Regions from separate parts of the Mus musculus genome. Here region 1 is linked to region 2. A link is a contact called in public promoter capture Hi-C data. All regions are on one chromosome and are shown on one strand. The core of a region is the stretch at or near the end of the contact, and the rest is flanking DNA. Distances in the headings are between cores, read along the strand shown. Region 1 holds the start of Zdhhc1 (zinc finger, DHHC domain containing 1). Region 2 holds the start of Carmil2 (capping protein regulator and myosin 1 linker 2).

The links. Capture Hi-C pulls out chosen DNA fragments and counts their contacts.
Region 1: a contact with region 2 is called in a promoter capture Hi-C map of pancreatic islet. The contact joins the promoter of Zdhhc1 here to the promoter of Carmil2 in region 2. A contact is called at or near these places in 4 of 39 promoter capture datasets (cranial neural crest, embryonic stem cells, hematopoietic stem and progenitor cells and 1 more), 3 of 484 Hi-C or Micro-C datasets (embryonic stem cells and liver), 3 of 115 datasets of contacts at active chromatin or transcription factors (embryonic stem cells, epiblast stem cells and memory CD8 T cells) and 3 of 9 other capture datasets (adipose tissue, liver and pancreatic islet).

What each region holds. Positions count from the first base shown.
Region 1 is chr8:105,494,415-105,498,532 of GRCm38.p6, reverse strand. It overlaps Zdhhc1 (zinc finger, DHHC domain containing 1), which reads left to right and starts at 1,471. Exons shown (of 14, transcript NM_175160.5): 1 at 1,471-1,723.
Region 2 is chr8:105,684,178-105,688,337 of GRCm38.p6, reverse strand. It overlaps Carmil2 (capping protein regulator and myosin 1 linker 2), which reads right to left and starts at 2,064. Exons shown (of 39, transcript NM_001357333.1): 1 at 2,025-2,064; 2 at 1,687-1,778; 3 at 1,542-1,592; 4 at 907-969; 5 at 661-785; 6 at 463-554; 7 at 198-268; 8 at 7-80. The coding sequence starts at 2,064. Gm33578 (a long non-coding RNA gene) reads left to right here and starts at 2,118. Exons shown (of 2, transcript XR_387987.3): 1 at 2,118-2,177.

The sequences.
Region 1 (4,118 bases), core at 222-2,721, 190 kb after region 2:
AGTCTTTTTATTTTAATTTTTTAAAATGTGCATTGGTGGGCTGGTGAGATGGCTCAGTGGGTAAGAGCACCCGACTGCTCTTCCGAAGGTCAGGAGTTCAAATCCCAGCAACCACATGGTGGCTCACAACCATCTGTAACAAGATCTGACTCCCTCTTCTGGAGTGTCTGAAGACAGCTACAGTGTACTTACATATAATAAATAAATAAATCTTTAAAAAAAAAATGTGCATTGGTGTTTTGCCTGCATGTGTGTCTGTGTGAGAGTGTCAGATCTTGGAGTTACAGACAGTTGTGAGCTGTCATACATGTGCTAGGGTTTGAACCTGGGTCCTTTGGAAGAGTGCTTAGTGCTCTTAACTGCTGAGCCATCTCTCTGACTCCCCCTGACCCACAAATAAATCTTTTTCTAAAGGTTTGTTTATTTATTTTATATATATGAGTGATATATATATATCACTAGGAGAGGGAATCACATCCCATTATAAATGGTTATGAACACCCCACCCCACCCCCTATGCAGTTGCTGGGAATTGAACTCAGGACCTCTGGAGGAACAGCCATTACTCTTAACCTATGATCCATCTCTTCAGCTCCCCTCAAATAAATCTTTTCTTAAAAAAAGCATGTGGTGGCACATGCTTCAATTCTAACACTCTGGAGCCTGAGGCAGGCAGATCTGTGAGTTTGAGGCCAGCCTGGTTTACATAGTGAGTTTCAGGTCAGCCAGGGCTACTACTCTGTCTCAATCCCCATCACACCCCTAAACAAAAACAATAAAACCCCCCAAAACAAAAAACAAAACATTTGAAGAAAAAAATTAGACATTTTGTGTTATCAATACTAAATTCTTATACTTCACACCTTACATTGTAGTTGCTCACATTTTCAGTTGGGTAAGGCATTTGTTTAGGTCTGTCTCCTTCAACCTGTTATTTCCTTCAAGGGCAGGAATCCCTGAGTGCTCCTCATGATGTGCCTGGCACTTAACACATACTTTGAGAGTGCAGCAGCCATATCTTTACTAGAATTCCAGCAAATTTGGGAGGCAAAGGTGGGAGAATCGCAAATTTGAGGCCAGCATGTGACCCTGTTTCTAATACACACATGCACACGTGCGCGCACATGTACACACACTCACACACAATTTAAAATAAAAGAAAATGAGCAAAAACCCTAGATTAGTTGGGGTCTTCCCAAGAGTGATTTAGAGGAGAAACTAGATACATGACACGTTTTGAGGAGAGTAGGATTCTTGGAAGACAAATTGTAGATGGGAGGTGGAAGAGAGTGTATTTTCCCTGTGAAAGGTTATGGGGGAAAATGAGAGTGGGCATGCTTTAGAGTCAGGGGGCACTTGGCAAACTCCGCCCAGAGCCACGATGCTCCTGCGAAGTGACGCAGCGCGGTTTGGCCGCTGTGGGGCGCCGTAGTTCGCGCTGTTGCCAGGGGAACGGGCCCCGCGCCGGGCAAGGCCCAGCCTGCCTTGGCCTGGCACGGCTGCACTGCCAGCGGGTCCTTGCTAAGGCGGAAGGACTCTGAGGCCCAACCTCCGTCCGGGATGGAGCCGCGCTCCGGGACGCGTCTCCTCCGTGTCCGGGGGACCGACTTTGCCCGGACGGTCTGAAGTGCGGCCGCCCTGGGGAGGGTGGACGGGCAGGGCGGGGCCGAGCCGCTGGCTGACCTTGGCAGGCCGCATCTGGCGCGGCTGCCACCACGCGCAGGTGAGGAGCGGCTGCAGCGTTTCTCACCTCCGAGCTTGGCCTGAGCCACCGGCCCGCGCTGCGCCGGTGCCTGGCGGGACTCTGGGCCTGTCTCGGCCTGCTGCTGGGTTTCGCCGACCCAGTGGAGCGCGGGACTTCCTTTTATCATTAATCAGGGCCATAGATCCGCACTGAGCGCCCACCGATCGCCAGGCAATGTGCCATGCGTCGGGCCTCCGAGCCTTCAGCCTTCGCAACCCACAGAGAATTAAGTGATGGGTTGGGGAAACAGGCGCCAGACACGTGACTAGAGTAATTTCAGGTCTCATTAAGGGTTCGGGTGGGCCCTAAAGGTGATGCTTAAACACGGAGGCTGGGAAGGAGCCGGAATTGCGACTAGGGGAAGGGTGTTTCTGAAAGAGGGAAAAGCGAACAAAAAAGTCCAGGTAGCAGAGCATTAGTATAGTATGGGACGGAAATGCTAGGGTAGTTCCTAAAGTGAGGGTTTTCAACTTTTATCCCAGAACGTGAAGGGAGTCCCTGAAGCGTTTAATGAGTTTCAAATTTTCAAAAGGGCTTTATCCTCTCTGTCTGCTGAGCAGAAATCATTTGAAGATTACCATAGTGCAGCGAGTGTAGCCGAGCCTCCTGGAACCCACAAATCTCTCCCGGTCCTCATCTGTGCATACGGAGTGTTGTTGTCATGTTCTCGTGTCACGTGTCATGAGACAAAGTAACAGGGGATCGTGGAGGTGGGGTGGATGGGGGAGGCCACATATGAGACCAAGGACTAGAGATCTGTGGGAACAGTTTGAAATCATAGGGCTACCTCAGAGTATTGAATTAAGTGAATTTCTGTGTAAGCGCTTCAAGCAGCGCCTGGCGTAGAATAAGTGCCTTCTAAGTGGCAGCAACGGCTGTTATTATGGAAACAGCATAAGGGCTCAGTGATCTTAGGGTAGCAGAGCTGGTAAGAAGTGGGTGGCTTCACTTCCTTTACCAAGGGCGAGCTAGGTTAGATGAGGGTGGTCACTCCTTTTGTGGAGCTGATGTTTTGGTTGTGGGAGACCAGCTGTATACAGATAATCACCAGGAGATGTAATAAAAGCAGCTGTGGTGTTTAATTAGCCTAGATTTTTCTCCCCCTATTGTTTTTCTTACTTTGTTCTGTCACCCTTTGTTCTTAATGACTTTTCTTGGTGGGTGTTCCCCGAGGCTGGCTCCTACAATCACCAGTTGATTTCCTGGTTAGAAGTCAGCAACCCTTGCCTCCTTCCCTTGATTTGGTTTCTGGTCCCTGCTGCCCTCTGTTACTCTTCCTGGACTTGTATCCCAGTGTTTGTGGTGGCTGCTGCGGAGGAGAACAATATGGAAATGTTTGCGCAGCATGTCAACTCAGGAACCATTTCAAGTTTCTCTTGCCATAGCAACTGACTTCAGCATATTGTTTATGAGAGAGAGAGAGTAAAGGCCCAGCCGCATTATCTGAGACCAAAGACCAGAGAGGCCTTTGAGAACAGCTTTAAGCTCTAGCTTATTTTCTGGAAGTGATGTGATATGTATCCCTCAGTTGAACCGTAGCTACTTAGACTGTTTAAGAACACAGATTTTCCTGGCACCTGTGGGGAGTTTTAATAAACACTGTACTTGCCCTAGAAGTCTTTTATAAGTGACTCTCTGCACTTAAACCAATGTGCTCTGCAAAGCGTTTTCTCCCCGGCTCCCCTGTATGCGGTCTAAACGGAGGCACAGTAGATCTCAGTGAGAATTATTTTAGAAGCAGGTCCTGGGGAAAGACTGAAAACGTGATTTAGAATTACTCAGGGGAATCTTAGGAGAGGAAGGCCAGCTGCTCAGGAGTGTACCCCTCCTGTAGAGTGCACCTCGGCCTTGTTCTGGGCTCACAGGGTACCACCCGTTCTTGGTCAAGGGCTAGACAAGTGTCCTGCCCAGCAGCTCTGTTTCATGCCCAGTGTCTGTTTCCAACTTTGACCAGACCCCTAAGAGTGCCAGGAAGTTCTGTGGCCTTTCCTCCAAGTACTGAATGGCTCAGAACTGCCTTCAAGGCTAAGAAAGCCCTTCAACAAGCACTCTTGTCAAATGGTTGTTAGGCAGGAATTCCTGGTTTTTCCAGCCAGGTATAAACCTCTAGCTCACACAGGTTCATTTGGTTCACATGGCAGCACAGTGGAGCAAGGAGGGCTAGAGGTGATATCCTTCAACGGTTTATTTGGTATGTCTGTCTCTCTCTGTCTCTCTGTCTCTCTGTCTCTCTGTCTCTCTCTCTCTGTCTGTCTGTCTCTGTGTGTGTGTGTGTGTGTTGGTCTCGTTGTTGGAGATTGAATCCAGGCCTTCCTTTCCACAGAGCTATCCTTTTTTTTTTTTTTTTTTTTTTAACTTTGAGAGCTTCATAGAA
Region 2 (4,160 bases), core at 815-3,314:
TCATACCGGCTGCCAAAGTGGCTGAAATCTCCAAGGCAGAAGTGGCGGCAGCCCTGGCGATGGTAGATAGTGTCCACATCCTAGATGTAAAGAAAAAAAGTCACAGCTAGCCTGGGGCCACAAAGGGTAGAGGGGCTTAGCACACACAAGGGGCGTCAAACATCCCCAGAACTCCCCCAAAAGGGCCCTACCCTCACCCACTGAATCTCCTCTCGGAATGGGAAGCCATTGTAATCGCACAGAGCTTCGTATGTTTCCAAGAAGCCACCTAGAGAGGTGTCGGGGGAGTGATAGGGAAACAGACAGGCACTAAGTCAGAGACAGGGGAAGGTCAGCCCCATAGTAGATGGCGGCAGTGATAAAAGTGGCCCTGTTCACTTTGGGGAGCCCCCCCAATACCAAGAGACTAGGATTGCATGGAGGCAAACTGGAAGGTTTATGCGGCTCTGACTTGGCCCTCACCGCACGGACTGCTGGGTATGGTGGACTCTAAGGGATGGCTTCTCTCCAGTCGAGCCAGCAGAGACGAGGGTGTGGGCTTCCGGAATAGCTTCCTAGGCAGGGGATAAGGAGAAGAGGCAAAAGGGACTTCTAGCTCCTTGAAGGATGAAAAGCTTTCACTGAGGCCCTGCCCCACCCCTTGGATTTTCTAAGCCTCACCCAAGGGTTGAGCGAGGGAAGACCTTTTTGATGGCAGCAGCTACATGCTGAGCCAGCTGTTCGAGGGCAGCCACACAGGGAAACTCCAGGACCAGTTCAGGCAGGGACTCCAGCTCAAAGGTGACCTGGGGAAGGAGGAGCCTTTTGGATCCCTGTGTGGTGGAAGCGCTGTCCATTCAGAGTGATATGTGTAGGAATAAATGATCAAGCGGAGTGTATGTTCAAGTTGGGGTCCAGCTTTCTTACCCGAGGGGGTGTTTCCTGTAGTGCCATGGCCTGGACCTCCAGGTAGCTGAATGTACAGTCCACCTGGAAAGCATCAGAGTCATTCCAACTGACTGTTGCTACTCTCTTGAGCCTAGTTCGTTCTTTCTTTCTTTCTTTCTTTCTTTCTTTCTTTCTTTCTTTCTTTCTTTCTTTCTCTTTCCTGAGACAGGGTTTCTCTGTGTAGACCTGGCTGTCCTGGAGCTCACTCTGTAGACCAGGCCTGCCTGCCTCTGTCTCCCTAGTGCCAGGACTAAAGGCGTGCACCACCACCTCCTAGCTTGTTCTTAAAATTTAAAAATTGTACTATTGGGTGTTTGCTGGCATGTTTGTCTCTGTACCACTCTTGTGTGCCTGGTTCCCAAAGATGCCAGAAGACGGTGGTGGGTGCCTTCGAACTAGAGTTCCAACCACTTGTGAGCCCACCTGGTGGTGGGAGAATTGAACCCAGGTCCTCTCTCCACAGCCCATGATTTTGTGGCATCCTGAGCTAGACCTGCCCAGACTTCCCTCCTGTCTGCTGTTGGAAAGTAAAAGCCAGCATGGGCAAAGAAGACAGCTGCGCAAGGCAGTCCCTTGCTGAAGGGGAAGGGGTGTTGGCCCGGCCTGGGACTCACCCTCAGGGGAAGGCAGGTGTGCAGCAAATATGCCCTCCATCGAAGCAGTGCCTGGGGGGAGACAAAAGACTAATACTCTAGGGAAATCAAGTTTCTTTGTGCAGGGTCTGGCCACTGTCCTGAGCTTCACTCCTGGCTACCATACCAGGATATGGCTTTGCTCGGCACCCTCCTGGGGAAGCCAGGTTTTCAACAGCAGCTCCGCCTCCTTGGGCCACAGGAACCTGGTGATCTCGCCTGTGGAAAGACAGTCTACTGGGTGACTTTGGCTCCTCTATTAGGGCCACTCTGTGCCCAAGGTCTGTGCTAGACTGAGTGCCCAGGTATTCATGTGTGGATCAGCTAGGAAGAAATGAAGCGGACTTTTAGGCACTGGCCCTCCCTCCAGAACAAAAACCCCTGGTCAAGTTCCCTAAGGCGCCGAGAGGAGAGGTCTGGTTTGGAGTCAGGCTCTTCATGGCCAGGTGGGCTCCCAGGGCTTACCTCGCAGTTCACAGGATATGTCGTCTGGGGTCTGTGCCATAGGGCCGGGACGGCCCAATGAGCTCTGGCGGGAAAAAGCAGCCGGCAGGAGCGTACACAGGAAGCCAGGGGCCCAGGCAGCAGTGCAGCCACCTGCTCCTCCTGCAGCGGAAGGTACGCGCTTCTTCCTGCCAGGCCGCCCCCGGCCCGGCCCCTCCCCGCCCCGGCTTCGTTGGCTGAGTTCGCCCCGGGTGGGAGGTTGTGGGAGGATGGTCGAATCTTGACTGTTGCTGTCGCTCAGGGACTTTTCCTTCCGCGTACTCGGGTACTCATGGGTGTGGTGTGTAGGGGAGAGGGTCTTGCCTTTTCACCCCTTGCCTGGTGCCCTACTTCCACCCTGCCCCGTAGTCCCGGGCGCAAACACCAGGGGACGCCACCCTCCAGGGGATGCCAAAGGCCTAACTAACTTGATCTATCCCAAGACACAGGTTGGGTAGGTTGGAGTAACTCAAAGGAAGCCAGAGCAGTTGTGTCTCTGTGCAGTAAAAATTACCCACCACCCAAGGTTCTGCCCTGCTCAGATACGAATTTAAGAGTCTGGCAACCTATTTGTAATCCCAGCACTGTAAAAACAGGCAGGAAGAAAAGAGGCTGGGCTGCACCCTTTTTTTTTTTTTTTTCTCCCCGAGACAGGGTTTCTCTGCGTAGCCTGGGCTGTCCTGGAGCTCACTTTGTATAGACCAGGCTGGCCTCGAACTCAGAAATCCACCTGCCTCTGCCTCCCAAGTGCTGAGATTAAAGGCGTGCGCCACCACCACCCGGCCTGGGCTGCACTTTTTAGAGGTGTGCCAGACTTTTTGACTGGACCATGGTTGGTGCCTGCTTTTAATTGGGAGGTCCAGGCAGGAGGACTCTTGAGTTTGAGGTCATTCTGGTCTATAGTCCTTGTCTCAAAAACCAGATTAGCCATAATCCTTTGTAACAGGTTCCTCTCATTTAGATGCGGGCTCTTTGGGAACATCTGTAGCTAATTTATGACCTGAATCTCACTGAAGGCTGGTGCTGGTATTTGTGTTCTCAGGTTGTCTGCATTGAAGTTCAGGGAGGATTCACTTGAGCCTAGAGCTGGGATGAGTATACTAGCCAGAAGCATGCTACCCTACAAAAGGGGCTGATTCAGATCTTACCCACACACCCCCACCCCACAGACTTCATTAAATCCCACTTCTAACTGCCCTACCCACAGTTCAGCAAAAGAGAAAGACAAAGTCTTGGAGAGCAGAAGCAACTATGTATTATAATCTCTTAGGCTTCTGTCCCATCTCTACCTTTCCCAGACAGAGGATGACTTGGGAGTGTCCTCTAAGCGGGACCCTCTCCACCAAGTCCCAGTCACTCTGGTTCATGTTAAGCCCAGGACTTTCTGGCTAACCTGGACAACACAGAGAGACCCCGTGTCTTCAAAATAAAATGGCTAATGGCAGTAGTATTTATCTACATGAAACCGGAGTTCAATTTCTTGTGCTGTGAAGCGACAGCCCTTTAACATGTTTGCCGACTTGCCAACTTCCACCGAAACATAGAAGGTGGAAAGTAGATATAAAGGAGAAACAACTTGGAGGAAGGCAGTGACACTTAGGCAAGTATATGGTATGACATATAAAGGCCGACAGGGACGGCCTCGCTGGAGCTGATACAAAAGAGCTGCAGAACCAGAAGGCCCCTATGCCTCTTAGCCCGAGCCTGAAATTTAACTCTAAGGCCATCTGAAGTCACAAATGACTTATAGGGTGACAAAATTTACTCTCGTGCACGTTATTGTGAAGAATGTGGGTTTTGAAAGCAAAGTAAATGAGTTTTTCTTGACACCTAACCTCACTAGTCTTTTGGAAGCTTTTGACACTAATTATTCTCAGAACTTAATTTTGTGTGTGTGTGTATCTGTGTATGGGTGCCCACAGAGCCCGGAAGGGCATCAGGTCACCTATAGGTAGTTGTGACCTGTCTGCAGTGGGTGCTGGGAACCAAGTTCCAGTCTTCTGCAGGAGCAGCAAGTACTCATAAGCACTGAGTCATCTCTCCAGTCCCCTTTTTGTTGGCATAGTGTCTTGCCATCCCTGGCTGCCGGGTACTAAGTAGTCCATGCTGGGTTTAAAC